Linked DNA regions of Lactuca sativa: region 2 is linked to region 1. Evidence: chromatin contacts called from public Hi-C data. All regions are on one chromosome and are shown on one strand. Each heading gives the region's core, a stretch centred on a gene start, on an enhancer-like site or on the middle of the called end of the contact. The rest is flanking DNA. Distances are from core to core; before and after follow the strand shown. Region 1 holds the start of LOC111918405 (aspartic proteinase 36). Region 2 holds the start of LOC111896363 (probable E3 ubiquitin-protein ligase ARI8).

The links. A called contact is a pair of places that touch in the nucleus more often than the background predicts.
Region 2: a Hi-C map of leaf shows a contact between it and region 1, with 4 times the contacts expected there. The contact joins the promoter of LOC111896363 here to the promoter of LOC111918405 in region 1. A contact is called at or near these places in 3 of 4 Hi-C or Micro-C datasets (leaf and seed).

Annotation. Positions count from the first base shown.
Region 1 is chr4:354,346,839-354,350,753 of Lsat_Salinas_v11, reverse strand. It overlaps LOC111918405 (aspartic proteinase 36), which reads left to right and starts at 1,628. Exons shown (of 12, transcript XM_023914075.3): 1 at 1,628-2,129; 2 at 2,328-2,448; 3 at 2,594-3,021; 4 at 3,126-3,282; 5 at 3,445-3,527; 6 at 3,615-3,711; 7 at 3,793-3,865. The coding sequence starts at 1,840.
Region 2 is chr4:354,649,664-354,653,578 of Lsat_Salinas_v11, reverse strand. It overlaps LOC111896363 (probable E3 ubiquitin-protein ligase ARI8), which reads right to left and starts at 2,265. Exons shown (of 1, transcript XM_023892368.3): 1 at 158-2,265. The coding sequence starts at 2,032. The coding sequence ends at 305.

The sequences.
Region 1 (3,915 bases), core at 379-2,878:
GTTAAAAACTCCTTAGGGGCCATCTGTTTCACCTCTTAACTAGGGGTGAGCAAAAACCGAACTGTAAACCAAAAAAACCGAAAAAACCGCATAAACCGAAACCGAAAAACCGAAACCGAAATGAAAACCGATGATGCGGTTTTTAGTTTTGCAAAAACCGAAAATACTCGGTGCGGTGCGGTGCGGTTTCTAGTCTAGTAAAACCGCAAAAAACCGAACCGCACCGCATATATATATATATATATATATATATATATATATATATATATATATATATATATTAAGTGTTGATATTTATAAGAACCAAGAACTTATGACAATTAAAATTTCTATAAATGGAAATATCTATCTTATCTATCGGATGATGACTTTATATTTTTAAGCATACATTCAGTGGTATTTACAATAACAAATAATGTTTATGACATTTTTTTTAACATTTAAATATGAATAGTACTAGTGATATAGTATCATTTTTAAGAATACATTAATTGATATTATCTTATGTACTTGTGAAACAAATATTATATTAAATTCGTATTATATTGAAGCATTAGAAACATGTTGAATGAGTAATTATGTAATTTGATTTCGAACCAAGAGATGGTGATATCGGTTTATATCTAATAAAAGATTAGCACTCCTCATCTGAGTCAAAGTAACTCGCTGAGTTAATTGAGTTTTAGTAAAAAGACAAAACGAAAAAAAAAACTAATAAAAACCGCAAAAAAAAAAAACCGAACCGCAAAAAACTGCAAAAACCAAACCGCATAAAACCGAACGGTGCAGTTTCTAAATTTCAAAAAACCGAAGTTACGGTTTCCGGTTCGGTTTTGACCAAAACCCGCACCGAACCGCACCATGCTCACCCCTATTCTTAACCATTCAATTAAGAGGCAACCTAACAACCATTAAGTATTCTAGGCGTTTGGCAGGTTAAAAAATACTTCTTAACTGCTAAGGGCCCCAATTTTATCTCCGAATCACTCAAAAGATAAAGAGGTGTTGAACCAAGTATTCATGTATATAAAAATCTATATCTTATCTAATTCTATCTCCGAGTCTCTCAACGTCATGGTCCCAATCCATAGAAGTAACATCAACTTCATCTTTCTCATACACCTTGATCTCGAACTGACACACACCTCCATCTTAAGATTAATTTCTATAACTTTTGCAAATATTATATATAAAAAATGATGTTATTTATGTAACTTTTTGTCAATAAAGGATTAATAATACATTGTTTATATGCATTTGATTTGAAATTGTTACAATTAAAATGGTAAAATGATATTTTTTTTCAATCATCATATCCATTCAGTAAACCTTACCGAACAACTTAGAATCATTCAACCCAACTTTGGTTCAATCTTAATGGTTCATGCCTCTTAATTGTTAAACGTTGGATTATTCACTTTCTATCAAACAACCATTAGTACTACGAAAATTTTCGTTTGATTCTATTGGTTGCAATAATCTATATAATAATTTTAGTATAATTTAGTTAAAGAAAGCATAATTAAATACATAAATGAGAGCAAAAAAAAAATCCCAAATAAAATCATAGACGAGTATTAAATATTTGATTCTGATAATTTGTTTTTATTTGAAATCTAAATGAAATAAAAGTTAAAGAAAAGGATTAGATTGCAAGCAAGAAGGAGGTCGTCGTCTTCGTTCGTCGTCGTTCGTGTCGGGAACGTTACTTACCGCTGACTTCACCATATCCTCCTTCTCCGCCTCCCCTTCCTCCATTTTTCTCTCTCTAAATCCTCCCTAGAGAGAGAGAAATCCTTCCATTTTCATCTCCCTTCACCGATCGGTGATATCCCAATTATGCCGCGATTCACAGCCCTATTGATCTGGTCGGTTTTTGTACTATTTCACTTTCCTCCGTCGTCATCGTTAAGGTATGTTTCTGCTCTTAAAAACGATTCGAACACTGTTATTATCCGGCCTCCACGCGCCGGTAGCAATCGCCACACCATGTTTCTACCTCTTTTCCCCTCTCCTCCTAACTCCTCCCGGATCTCCGGCGATGTGGCATCTCGACGTCACCTCCAGAAATCCGATGCTCCTCGACCAAACGCTCGCATGGCTCTCCATGACGATCTCCTCCTCAACGGGTAATTTTAGGCGTTTTCTAGATCTATTTCACTGAACCACAAACTTTCAATCACTTCAATTCTGAAAATTCAAACTGATTTCATGTCTTATTTCCATTTTTCAAAATTGAAAACTGTAGTGAGTTCCTATTTGTTCTAAATTTAGAGGTAGTGCTCCGAGGTTTACGATCTGTGTGGAATTTTATTGATGGTTTACAGGTATTACACCACGAGACTCTGGATTGGATCGCCGCCACAGAGATTCGCACTGATTGTCGACACAGGGAGTACTGTTACTTACGTCCCATGCGCTACCTGTGAACAATGTGGCAAGCATCAGGTACTTTCTTCCCGTGATTCCATTCCAATTCATTCGCTTTATGTGATCTTATCTACGCATTTGCTTATGTTCAGAATATAATTAGGGTTCCGAATAGGAACACCAATTTAACTGTTTGTTAATGTTATCGATTCACATTTACCAGGATCCAAAGTTCGATCCAGAATCATCCACCTCCTACAAGCCTGTGGAATGCAACATCGATTGCACCTGTGATAACAACAAAGAACAATGCATCTACGAAAGACAATATGCAGAAATGAGTTCCAGCAGTGGTGTTCTTGGTGAAGACATCATATCATTTGGCAACCAAAGTGATCTTCAACCTCAGCGAGCAGTTTTCGGGTGTGAAAACAGAGAAACAGGTGATCTCTACAGTCAACATGCTGATGGAATAATGGGATTAGGTCGTGGTGATTTAAGCATAGTTGATCAACTTGTTGATGGAGGTGTGATAAGTGATTCCTTTTCTTTATGCTATGGAGGAATGGATGTTGGTGGTGGTGCCATGGTTCTTGGTGGAATCTCTCCCCCTGAAGACATGGTGTATACCCATTCAGACCCTGTTCGCAGGTATGTTTTGTATCTATCTAACTTATAGATACAAAACTTCAATCTCTAACATAAATACATTTGATACATCTCACACATTTACTCTAGTCTCGGGATGGCAACAGCCCATATTACAATATTGAGTTGAAGGAGTTACATGTTGCTGGGAAACGGTTGCCTTTAAACCCGAGTGTTTTTGATGGAAAGCATGGAACAGTTCTTGATAGTGGGACCACTTATGCTTATCTTCCTGAAGCAGCTTTTGAAGCTTTTAAACATGCTGTAAGTTTATTTCTTAAAAGGGAAAAAAACTTTTCTTTATGTATCAAGATACCAACCCTTTACCTGTTTGCTCTTCTTGTAAGGGTAAAATGGTCATTTAGATGCAACATTTTATCAGATGGGTAGTGTTTAATTAGTGATTATCTCTTATATTATATGTAGATCTTGAAAGAACTTGAAGGTGTTCATATGATCAAAGGACCTGATCCAAGTTATAATGACATTTGCTTCTCGGGTGCTGGAAGGTAATGTTTATTATCTGTTTATCATTAATCATTGTATAAAAGTAAATAATAATAATAATATGAAAATGATAATCTTTTTATTTTCAGTGATGTTTCACAGCTCTCAAAAACTTTCCCATCTGTTGATATGGTTTTTGGGAAGGGACAAAAGCTGTCATTATCCCCTGAAAACTACTTGTTCAGGGTAAGCATTTATTAATTATTATCTTTTAAAGCTCTACTTTTTTTTTTCTTTTTTAAAATTATTTTCTTTTTATATGTGAAGCACTCAAGGGTTACTGGAGCATATTGCTTGGGGATTTTTCAGAATGGAAAGGATCCCACCACTCTTTTAGGAGGTATTTATTTCACACTTTTACTTATTTCCTTTTTCTTTTTAATGTATTGA
Region 2 (3,915 bases), core at 1,016-3,515, 300 kb before region 1:
GTCACAATCCATCTACCAGACAGTCTGTCTACTGGTCTGTCAATCAACCAGTTTGTCTACCCGTCTATCAATCAACCAGTTTGTTTGTCTACCAGTCTATCTACCCATCTATTAGAGAAGAGGGAAAAAAGCATAGAAACAAGACACAATGTTCGGATTCTCCACAAAAGTAAACGTTTTATAATTTAGAAGGAAAGCTTATATAAAGTTTAAGCGATTTTATGAAAGAAACTATACCAAAATACCTGTGCATACAATTCAAATCTATCAAACATTCCCAAACATAATCAAATCTTAAAACTTTTCACAAATCATAATCACCACTCGACATCGTGATCTTCATCCTCTTGGAACCATCAGCACCAGTGCTCCCCCTGGTTCGACCCTTGGAACCACCTGCTGCACCCTGGTCCGAACCACTTCCACTATTACCAACCTCCGAAAGCCCACTCTGTAAAGCCCTCACCAAATTCTCAAAATAAGATCGAGTCACAATAGTCAAATCAACCAACTTCACTCTGAAATTACTAAACTGTTCTTCACTGGGTTTTTCCTTTTCATCTCCTTCCTTTGTAATGTAACTTTGAAGCTCCTTTTCTGCACAAAGATGGAGTCTTTCTAATCCGGATTCTGCTTCTCCTTGTACGTATTCAAAAAAAGATTTCTTTGCTTCTTCTTCTTTGGGTATGTAGTATCCATATGCGTATGTCCATTTAAGAACTCGTCTACATTCCACTATTTGTAACCACGCGTCTATGATGAAATGTAGTTGTGATTCTGGTTGACAGAAATTCAAGCTCAGTGTTTTGATATGGATTTCATCGATTCTATGCATGTCTGAAAGTGCTTGTTTTCTTGATTTTTCATTTGCAGCCCATCGTTCGTAGTAATGTGTGTATCTTTCTATTGCTTTTTTAGCTAACTCTCTTTGTCGTTCAGATTCGGGAATTAGTCCACCTTCTTGGGATTTCGTATATCGATTGCATGCTCTTCCATCGTGTCCTACATATGGGCCAAGACATAGCCAACAGAACTCGAATCCACATGGAGGTCTGCAAGTCATGTGCATACAACCATGGTTCTTTTCAATTGATCGTTTGCATTTCGGACATGGCTTTGTGTATGCGAGGATCCAGTTTGTGTTTTCAGCTTCGGTGCTGTTTTTGAGAACCCATTTAGCTACGGTTTCACAACCTAGAGGACGATGAGCGTCTTCCATACACTTCCAGCAGAAAGTATGCTTACAGAGACAAGAAACATCGTAGTTACCAGTTTCGGAATCATCGTTGAATTCTACAGCGTAATCGCAGCCTGGACCAGTGCACCATTTGATCTTCTCGTTGCTCTCGACATAAGACATGAGAAGAAAACGGGCGTATCTTTTCTTTTTGTTCGCCGGAGCCAACGCTTTGACCATGTCCGGACCAACAGCAGCGTCACAAGAAGGTTCGGGACACTTTAGAGTTAAGCATCCAGGGCCGTCGTCGATGGCGGTGCAAACGTAAGCCGTCCAACACGTCTTACAGAATTGATGATCGCATCCACATGTCGCAGTGTTACGCTTTCTAATCGATTCAAAACAAATCCCACAATCGACAAATTCTTTACCTGATTGAGGGAACTTAATAGCCGGATCAACGTCCGGTAAACCAACAAATCTGCGAACTTTATCTTCGTCTTCAAACCAAGCTTCGTGAACACTATTCACAATCCAATTATAACGCAGCAACAGCAGGCACGCAGTATCTCTCGGGATCATCGGTAGAACCGCGATAACCCTAGTGATGTCTTCTTCTTGACGCTGAAAGAGGTCCTCTTCTTTCAGTATCACATAGCTTTTCTTGCTAGTACAACTTACGCTATTGATCAGAACATTGGAATCATCGGCTCCATCATCTACATCAATGCCATCATCACCATCGTTATAATCGTCGCCAGTATAGTCATCATCGAAGTAATCTTCATCATCAGAAAAAACAGGGGATGCATATCGCAAAAGAGCAGGATCAAGGTCGGAATCCATGGGTTGCATGGAGGAAAACGATGAAATTGTAAATAAATAATTAGTTTATACTAAAATTGAGGGCGATCGGAATCGATCGAGTTGAGATTGATCAGGAGAATTTAGGGTTTAAGAAGGAGTGTTCGAGTGACGAAGATAGCGAAATAATTGGGGATTCTTGGAGGTTAATTTACAGAATTTATCGGAGAAAGTGAAGACCAAGACTTTTAACTTTTAAGGTTTGATGTAACTTCGATTTTTGGGCCAAGTGGCCCAAAACTGAATGGTATATATGTTGTAAAATTGGTCTCGATTAATATAGTAAAAGTATAACAAATTATTGGAAAAATTATTTTATTATTAAATTGTACTCGAACATTCATGTGGATTATGTTGACATCTAGTAGTCATGTTCAAATGCATAAGAGACATATGTTGTAGTGCATGACATCGCATACATTATGCATTTTATGAAATAATCGTAACGATTACATCATAAATTTGACCTCATCGGCTATGGTCGGACAACGATATTTACTTAGGACTATCTTATTTTGTATTGGTAAGGTTTCACATATGAAATCTTTCACCATCAATCATTTCAAGATTTTGTCAATATATATACTAGTAGTGTACTATACAAATAAGGCTCTCACTCCGACAAACTTCATTAATAATCGAGTTGGAAAAGATAAACAAAGTTGAGGCAGATCTGAGTAATTAACATCGATCCCAAGACAGAACATGAACGCCCAAAACATCCCCGTCTTCCAGCATAGATCGTACACCACCACGATTACCTGCAAAACACACACACATGATAGAAGCACATAAATCATACATGGTCACAAACACTATTTAATTATCTCAAAAGCTCCCATACACTCTTGCATATACACACCTAACTTAATTGTCGGTTACAAGGAGTGTAACCCCAAGATAACCCCCAATAATTATATCTTGCCTAGTGTTTCCTTTTGTGGTCATTAGATGTTGTAGCATTTCTCTATTGGGTTATGATGGCTTATGATGTGCGAAAATCAAAATGAGACCCCATATTTTATTTATTTATTTGTAAAATATTATTAAATAATTTTGCTATCACTAAATTTAAAAATTAAATTTGCTAGCAAACATATTGTAAATTTACTAACACAATATTATATTTTCACTCATTAATAATAAGTTGTAACTGTTACAAGAAATTTTCAAAAAAAAAAAAAAGTCAGTGGATTGCTATTTTCTAAACATCGATATTCTAGTATTTTTAGAAGCAAGTTCATCTATTACACTTTCATAATCAATATTATCAAGAAATATGTTTCAACTTAAATTAAAGCTAAAGTGTTTAATATCTTTTGAGACATGGTCGATTGTAAATAAGATTTTAAAAGTTTTAATTTTGAACAACTTCTTTCCAATTATGCAACTGTAATGGGAACAATCAACAATATTATGTATGATAGATAAGAAACTGGATAAGTGTTTATCATTTTTAAAAGATTTAGTATTCCATTAGCTATATTATCTTCATCTGGTAAATATTTATTTTTAACAATTTGAGTTCGTTAGATAAATCATCAACATCGATGTCTAAGATATGGCCATTTGCAACCTCTTTTCAAGATTTTTGCAACCTGCTTTTAACATAGTAGTATTCATTGATTTCAACTTTTTTGTTGTGAATAAAAAACCAAAAATATCTTCGAATTGTTTTTATTGTTCAAAACTTCACTTCAATGAACCAATAGTTTGATCAACTATGTACACAAAATACTAAATCATGAATGACTCTTCAGGTGAAAGTTCATATACCAGTTCTGATGACCCAACACCATTCTCATCAAAATGTACTTTTTATATTCTTATTTAATTATTTTCCTCAACAAACATCGGATCAACGCCTAAATCAG